Linked DNA regions of Macaca mulatta: region 2 is linked to region 1. The links are chromatin contacts, called in public Hi-C maps. All regions are on one chromosome and are shown on one strand. Each heading gives the region's core, a stretch centred on a gene start, on an enhancer-like site or on the middle of the called end of the contact. The rest is flanking DNA. Distances are from core to core; before and after follow the strand shown.

Region 1 (2,759 bases), core at 94-2,593:
GTCGGCCATGTTGATCGCAGCGCCGCCGCCGCCGCCGCAGCCGCCGGGCCGGGCCGGGCCGGGAGGGGACGGCGGTGGCCCCGCGACTCCGCGCCGCGCTAGGACGCTGCCGAGCGGGGGAGGGGGTGGGAGCCCGCAGGGAAGAGACCTCAGCGGCTGGGAGCGCAGCGGGTGGGGGAGGGGAGCATAATGAAGGGTGAATGGGGGGGCGGGGAGGGCGAGCGAGGAAGGAACAGGGAAGGGAAGAGAGGAAAGGGGGAGGGCGAGGGCTGTTACCTTGATAGCATAGGGCGGCTCTTCGAAAGTGACCAGCATATACCTGTCTCCTCTGCTGGCAGGGTCCCGGGCACGGAGCTGCGGGACGGGAAGAGGAACAGGGCGGGCGAGAGGGAAGCACAGAGGCGAGGTTACGAGGCGGAGAAGGGGCGCCCAGCTGCCCCGCCGCCCCCACAGTACCGCACACGCAGCGGCCACCCCTCCACGCCGCCCCCAACACACAGATCGCTCCCCACACACCGCCCGGGGCCGGAATCCGGGCCCCGGCCGAGCCCGGCTCGCAGCGCCCGCCCGCCCGCCCGCCCGCGCGGTGGGGGAGGGGGTCCCCGAGCCCGGCAGCTCCCGCAGTCAGGTCCCCGACACCCCCGCCCTGGCTGCCCTCCCCCACCCTGCCTCCCGCGGGCCGCCGGGCCGGGGTCGCCGCCCGGACTCGGTCAGTCGGTACCTTCATGAAGGTCTCTACCGCGCCTTTGGCCGTGTCCAGGTAGGTGGTGCCCAGATGGCTGCGCTGGTTCATAGAGGCAGACGTGTCTATCAGGAACAGTAAGATGGGCATAGTGCTGGCCAGGGACACCGGGGCCCGAGGTGGTGGAGAAAGAGGAGATGGTAGAGGTGGAGGCGCCGGTGGCGGCGACCGCCGCTACGCGGGGCGGGGGTGCGCGGCCCCCGGGAGGAAAACACCGTCTGGGTCTTTCCTCCGGCTGCGGGGAGTTTCTCCCCCGATAGTTGAGAGGAAACTCCCCAGACCCAGTCCTCCCCGTCGTACCCCCGCCTCCGCCTCCTCCTGCCTGCCTGCCCGCTGGGGCGGGCGCCCAGCCGTCTGTCTGTCGGTCCGTCCCCCCCGCCTCGGGGGTCCCGTCCCCGCTCCCGGCCCCTGTGTGTGTCCCAGCGGGAGACGGGCCTGGCTCCCCACCCCACCCCCGGTACAGGGAGTGGGGACCTGGGAGCTGGCGAAGAGGGGAGTGGGCTGAGGGGAGATTGGCCCTGGGGCTGTTGGGAGAAGTTTCAGGGACTCCCTCCGCACCCCGGCAGTGTCACCACTTTCTCAGCCCCTCTCGCTACTGAAGCGCTTTTCTCTCTCACACTCCGATTTTAACTCGGGCAGGGGCTGCGGAGGCTCCGCCCCTGACACGTCCCCGAGCCACGTGATACATCGCCTCGCCGTTCTATTGGCTAGTCCCTGCCCTCTCATTAGCATATTTAAACAGCTCAGGGGCGGGGGAAGCTTGCAGGCCGGCTCCGGGGACAGTTATTGAGCACGCGCGGAGGCGGGGCGTCGGGTGCGCGCGAGCGGGCGGGCGGGCCGACCCGGAGGCGGGCTTCGGGAAGGGGCGGGGCCGAACCGCGGAAGATCCGCGAGGTGGGGGCGGGGGACGCGTCCGCGCGCGCGCCGGCCGCGGCGGTGAGCCTGCGCGTCAGGGCCGCCGGCCTCTGGCTGTTGGAGGTGATTGGGGTCGACAGAAGGAAAAAAGGGGCTGGCGTCAGCGCCCCCTCTGAGGTGGCTGTATTGTGGACGAGTAAGAAGGGCTGAGTAAAGTGGACAAACACCTGGTTAGGAGAAGAGGACAGGTCCGCAGCCGCCCTTCCGAGGAGGACTCGGGGCCTCGCGGGCGCTGGAGGAGGTTCCTGGGCCTCGTAGGGCCGCCCCGGCGCGGGCGGGCGCGGGGGAGGGGAAGTGAGAGGTTGTTTATGACCGGGGACTAATCTCCGCGAGTCACAGCGCTCCCTCTGGGGAGTGCGGTTGAGGGGCTGTCCTCGCCCAGAGCCTCGCTCGTCCTCCGGTGAGCGACGAGAGGTGGAAGTTGGACGCGCAGCGGGCCATGAACTCTGTCGTTGGAGGACCCGCCAAAAAGGAAGCAAACCTTCTTTTTCTTTATCCAGCCCCAAATAGGGCCTAGGGGACCATTCACATATCGATAAATGGTTTGTTGCCCGTTTTATTCTCTGGGAAATACAACTGATCCTACCAGAGAAATACCTGTCTCATGCCGTGTTTACCTAGAGCCATAGAATACCTGTTTCAGAGCTAAAGGGGACCTGAGCCCATCATAATCCATTACCTCGTGTGAAAGCGGAAACACTGACTTCAGCTTGTCCAGATGGCGCAGAGCATGGGTTTCCCGTAACCCCGCCTGTGTCTTTCCTTCAGTCTCGTCCCAAATGCCGTGGGAGGGAAGGCATTCTCTGTCAAGCTGCTGTCACCTTACCTGAAGTAAGGAGTCCACGCCTGCATGTCCGAGGAAAACAGTTTTCTCAAACACATTAGTTGAAAAACTGAAGAAACTGCCTTAAATACAAGCTGAGTTAGAGACAGCACTTGTAAGACTAGGTAGGTATTTATAGGGCCTCTCCCACTAGCCCTGTTTTTCCAGAGTTTGTTCTTTATCCGGAAATTCTTAGTTTGTCTACTGATCGTTTAAAGAAAGGGTTCTATTAACATTGACACAGAAGAGACACTTTGTGGCACTTTTAAAAAATCGTGA
Region 2 (2,759 bases), core at 177-2,676, 120 kb after region 1:
TAAAAGGATGCCTGGTTCTTAGTTGGTTATCTCCCGGGTGTGGGAAGGAAGGAAAACAAAGGCGAAAGGGGATATAGAACGTGGATTTTTCCCACAAGAGACTTTGCAGGGCAATTTTAAGGTATGGCAATGAAATATCATTTGGGGTAAAACATTTTGATTTTCTTCCTTGTTATGCCAGAGTCCGATTGGAAAGTAAGTCATGATATACACGGTCAAAACCCATCTGATGAGAATTTATGGTTTTTGTAGGCCATGACTCCCCAGACCCCTTAGATAGGAATTTGGGCAAGACAAAAAATCGGAGCTTAGTCTTCACGATCAACCCCACATGCCAGGCCTTGTGGTAGGCACCTAACATTCATTCAGTAACTACAGTAACTCTGTCCATTGTGTTCGGAGCAAGTTAAAAAGGCTGGATTGCTGGGGAAATGGAAAGAAGCCAGCACTAGGGGACTGGGTTCAAGTCTGGAAGGAAGGAGGGGTTGTTTAGCCCTAACTTTGCACTAAAGTAACCTTGGCTGAATAATTTAGCCATCTAAGAAAACGAGGCGATAGACACCACAGATGATCTCTGAGCTCCCTTGAAGATATCTGTATGAAAGATTCTCTCCTTTCCATGTCCCTTCCGTGCCACTATTCCGAGCATCAGCCTGATCCTAGGAGTGGTGACGTCCTGCTCAGCTGGGGGCTGCTCCTCAGTTCCCACAGAGGCAAGTCCAGGTCCTGACTTGGCCAATGGCCCTGGAGGCCGCTGAGCTCCCCAGGCCCACAGCCCAGAGAAGTGGGCGATAGGTCATTCCAGGACAAGGGGGCGGAGGCTCCAAGAAACTACGACTCCCAGGAGGCCACTGGGTGCCATCCGGCAGCTTGGGCCTGGTACATGTTGGGAGCTGTAAGCGGCCTCCCGCCGCGCTTCATTGTTAAGACAGCTAGGCCAGGTACCCCGCGCGCATGCCCAGTCACGTCCCAACTAATTGGGCTTCTTTCCTTCCTGCAGGCCTCTTCTCTTTCCGGTCTTGCTGAGGCGCTCCTTTCCCCGCCCCGCCTCCGCCCTCTTTTCAGGGAATTTCGAAGGGGCGTGGCCTCCGGCAAGCGCGTCCCCAGGGGTGTGTATACGCGCGTTCACGGGAGGTTAAAGAGGGAGGGGACTAAACCTTGGGTGTGGGAGGCAGAGAGAAGACCGCGGGGAACGGAAAGCGCATGCGTCCTAGTGGTGCTGCAGCGCCCGGGGAGCCGCGGAGGGGAGGGGGGGAAAATGGGCGAGGGGGACTGACGCACGCGCACTGGGACACCAGATCCCCGCCTCCTGCTCCAGGTTTCCCCTCCTCCTTCACCACCCTCCCGGAAGTGGACCCGCCCTCGCGCCCACCAGCGGCCACCCCCCTGCGGCAGGCCCCGCCCACAAGGCTCCGCCCCTCCGGCTCTCCGCCCCCTCCTCTGGTAGTGGCGCCGGCTTGCATCCCGGTTGTGGCGGTTTTGGTGCCTGAAGCAGGGAGCGCGGAGTCGTTCCCGAGAGAGGAGGCCAGGCTATGCTCGCCGGTTTCCGGCGTTCCGCTCCGGCCAGCCAGAGTCTCTGTCTCAACCTGTGTCCGTGCCCCAGCAGTCTCCTCAGCCCGGCCCCGCGGCGCGATTGGCGGCGGCGCCCAAGACGCGCCCCCTCCTCCGATGGCGGCGGAGATCCAGCCCAAGCCTCTGACCCGCAAGCCGATCCTGCTGCAGCGGATGGAGGGGTCCCAGGAGGTGGTGAATATGGCCGTGATCGTGCCCAAAGAGGAGGGCGTCATCAGCGTCTCGGAGGACAGGTATGGACTGCTGCCCTTCTGCCGCGAGGAGGGGCGGGACGGGCCGACGGTCCCCGAGCCCGCGTCAGGGGCTGTGCCTCCGCGTCGTCGCGTGTAGACTTGCTCCCCCAAGTTTTACTGTAATGCGCCTCTTGGCGGTGCCGGTGTCCAGCTGCGCGCCGCCTCCGCTGCGTGGCTCCGGGAGCTGGGACGGCGGAGTGCGCTCCGGCTTCACCCTTGCGGGAGCCAGGTGGCCCTCGGGGTAACGGTGCGCCGGCGGGACTTTGGTCCATCCCTGAGGACAGGAGAGAAAAAGGGAGAAGCCGCCCGGCCCTGCAGGTGTGTGCTTGGGAAACGATGCCCTGAGCCTCCTCTGCAAGATAACCAAGAGGTTGGGGTACTCTCTGCTACAGCTCCCAGGGTTTCAAACGGAGAAAGCAAATGCCACTCCCTTCTCCCAGGCATTCCCACCGAATCCAGATAGCCCAGACATCTTAGGCTGAATTCAATGAATATTCTAAGTTGTGCCAAGAGTAAGTTTAGGCTTCTGTGTGGTGCCTTCTCTCCTTTCCCCTCCTTATCTCTTGGAACTCAAGGAGAAGCACGTAGAACTTGTAACGGATCACTGCTGCAAATAGCTCTTGAGTTCCTTCCCTTTGCCTGTTTCCTTTATTTTTACTTAATTTTGCTTAATTTGCAGAAGTGGAACCAGTTGTTCTGCCTTCACATATTCTCCCTGTTTTGCGTTTTCGCTTTAACTGAGTGTCCTTTAATAATTGCAGAAATAAAGCTGATGAAGCTAATTTCTAGAGGAATGTTGCTTGAAGATAGTGTTATGATAATTTATCTGGAATTGTTTCTTTGCTAAAGTCCATATAAGCATTCTTAAAAAAGAACACCGTAGAGGAACATAACACAGGGGTTTTACAGTAGGTAGGTTTTCTTAATATAAGTTCAAATCATGCAGAGGTAAAG

Evidence for each region. A called contact is a pair of places that touch in the nucleus more often than the background predicts.
Region 2: a contact with region 1 is called in a Hi-C map of liver, with 4 times the contacts expected there. The contact joins the promoter of WDFY2 here to the promoter of INTS6 in region 1. A contact is called at or near these places in 7 of 14 Hi-C or Micro-C datasets (CD4 T cells, blood, cortical neurons and 3 more).

Annotation. Positions count from the first base shown.
Region 1 is chr17:30,690,794-30,693,552 of T2T-MMU8v2.0, forward strand. It overlaps INTS6 (integrator complex subunit 6), which reads right to left and starts at 1,344. Exons shown (of 22, transcript XR_003724325.2): 1 at 722-1,344; 2 at 277-354. It overlaps LOC144336145 (a long non-coding RNA gene), which reads left to right and starts at 528. Exons shown (of 4, transcript XR_013407650.1): 1 at 528-760.
Region 2 is chr17:30,811,594-30,814,352 of T2T-MMU8v2.0, forward strand. It overlaps WDFY2 (WD repeat and FYVE domain containing 2), which reads left to right and starts at 1,427. Exons shown (of 12, transcript XM_077973835.1): 1 at 1,427-2,123.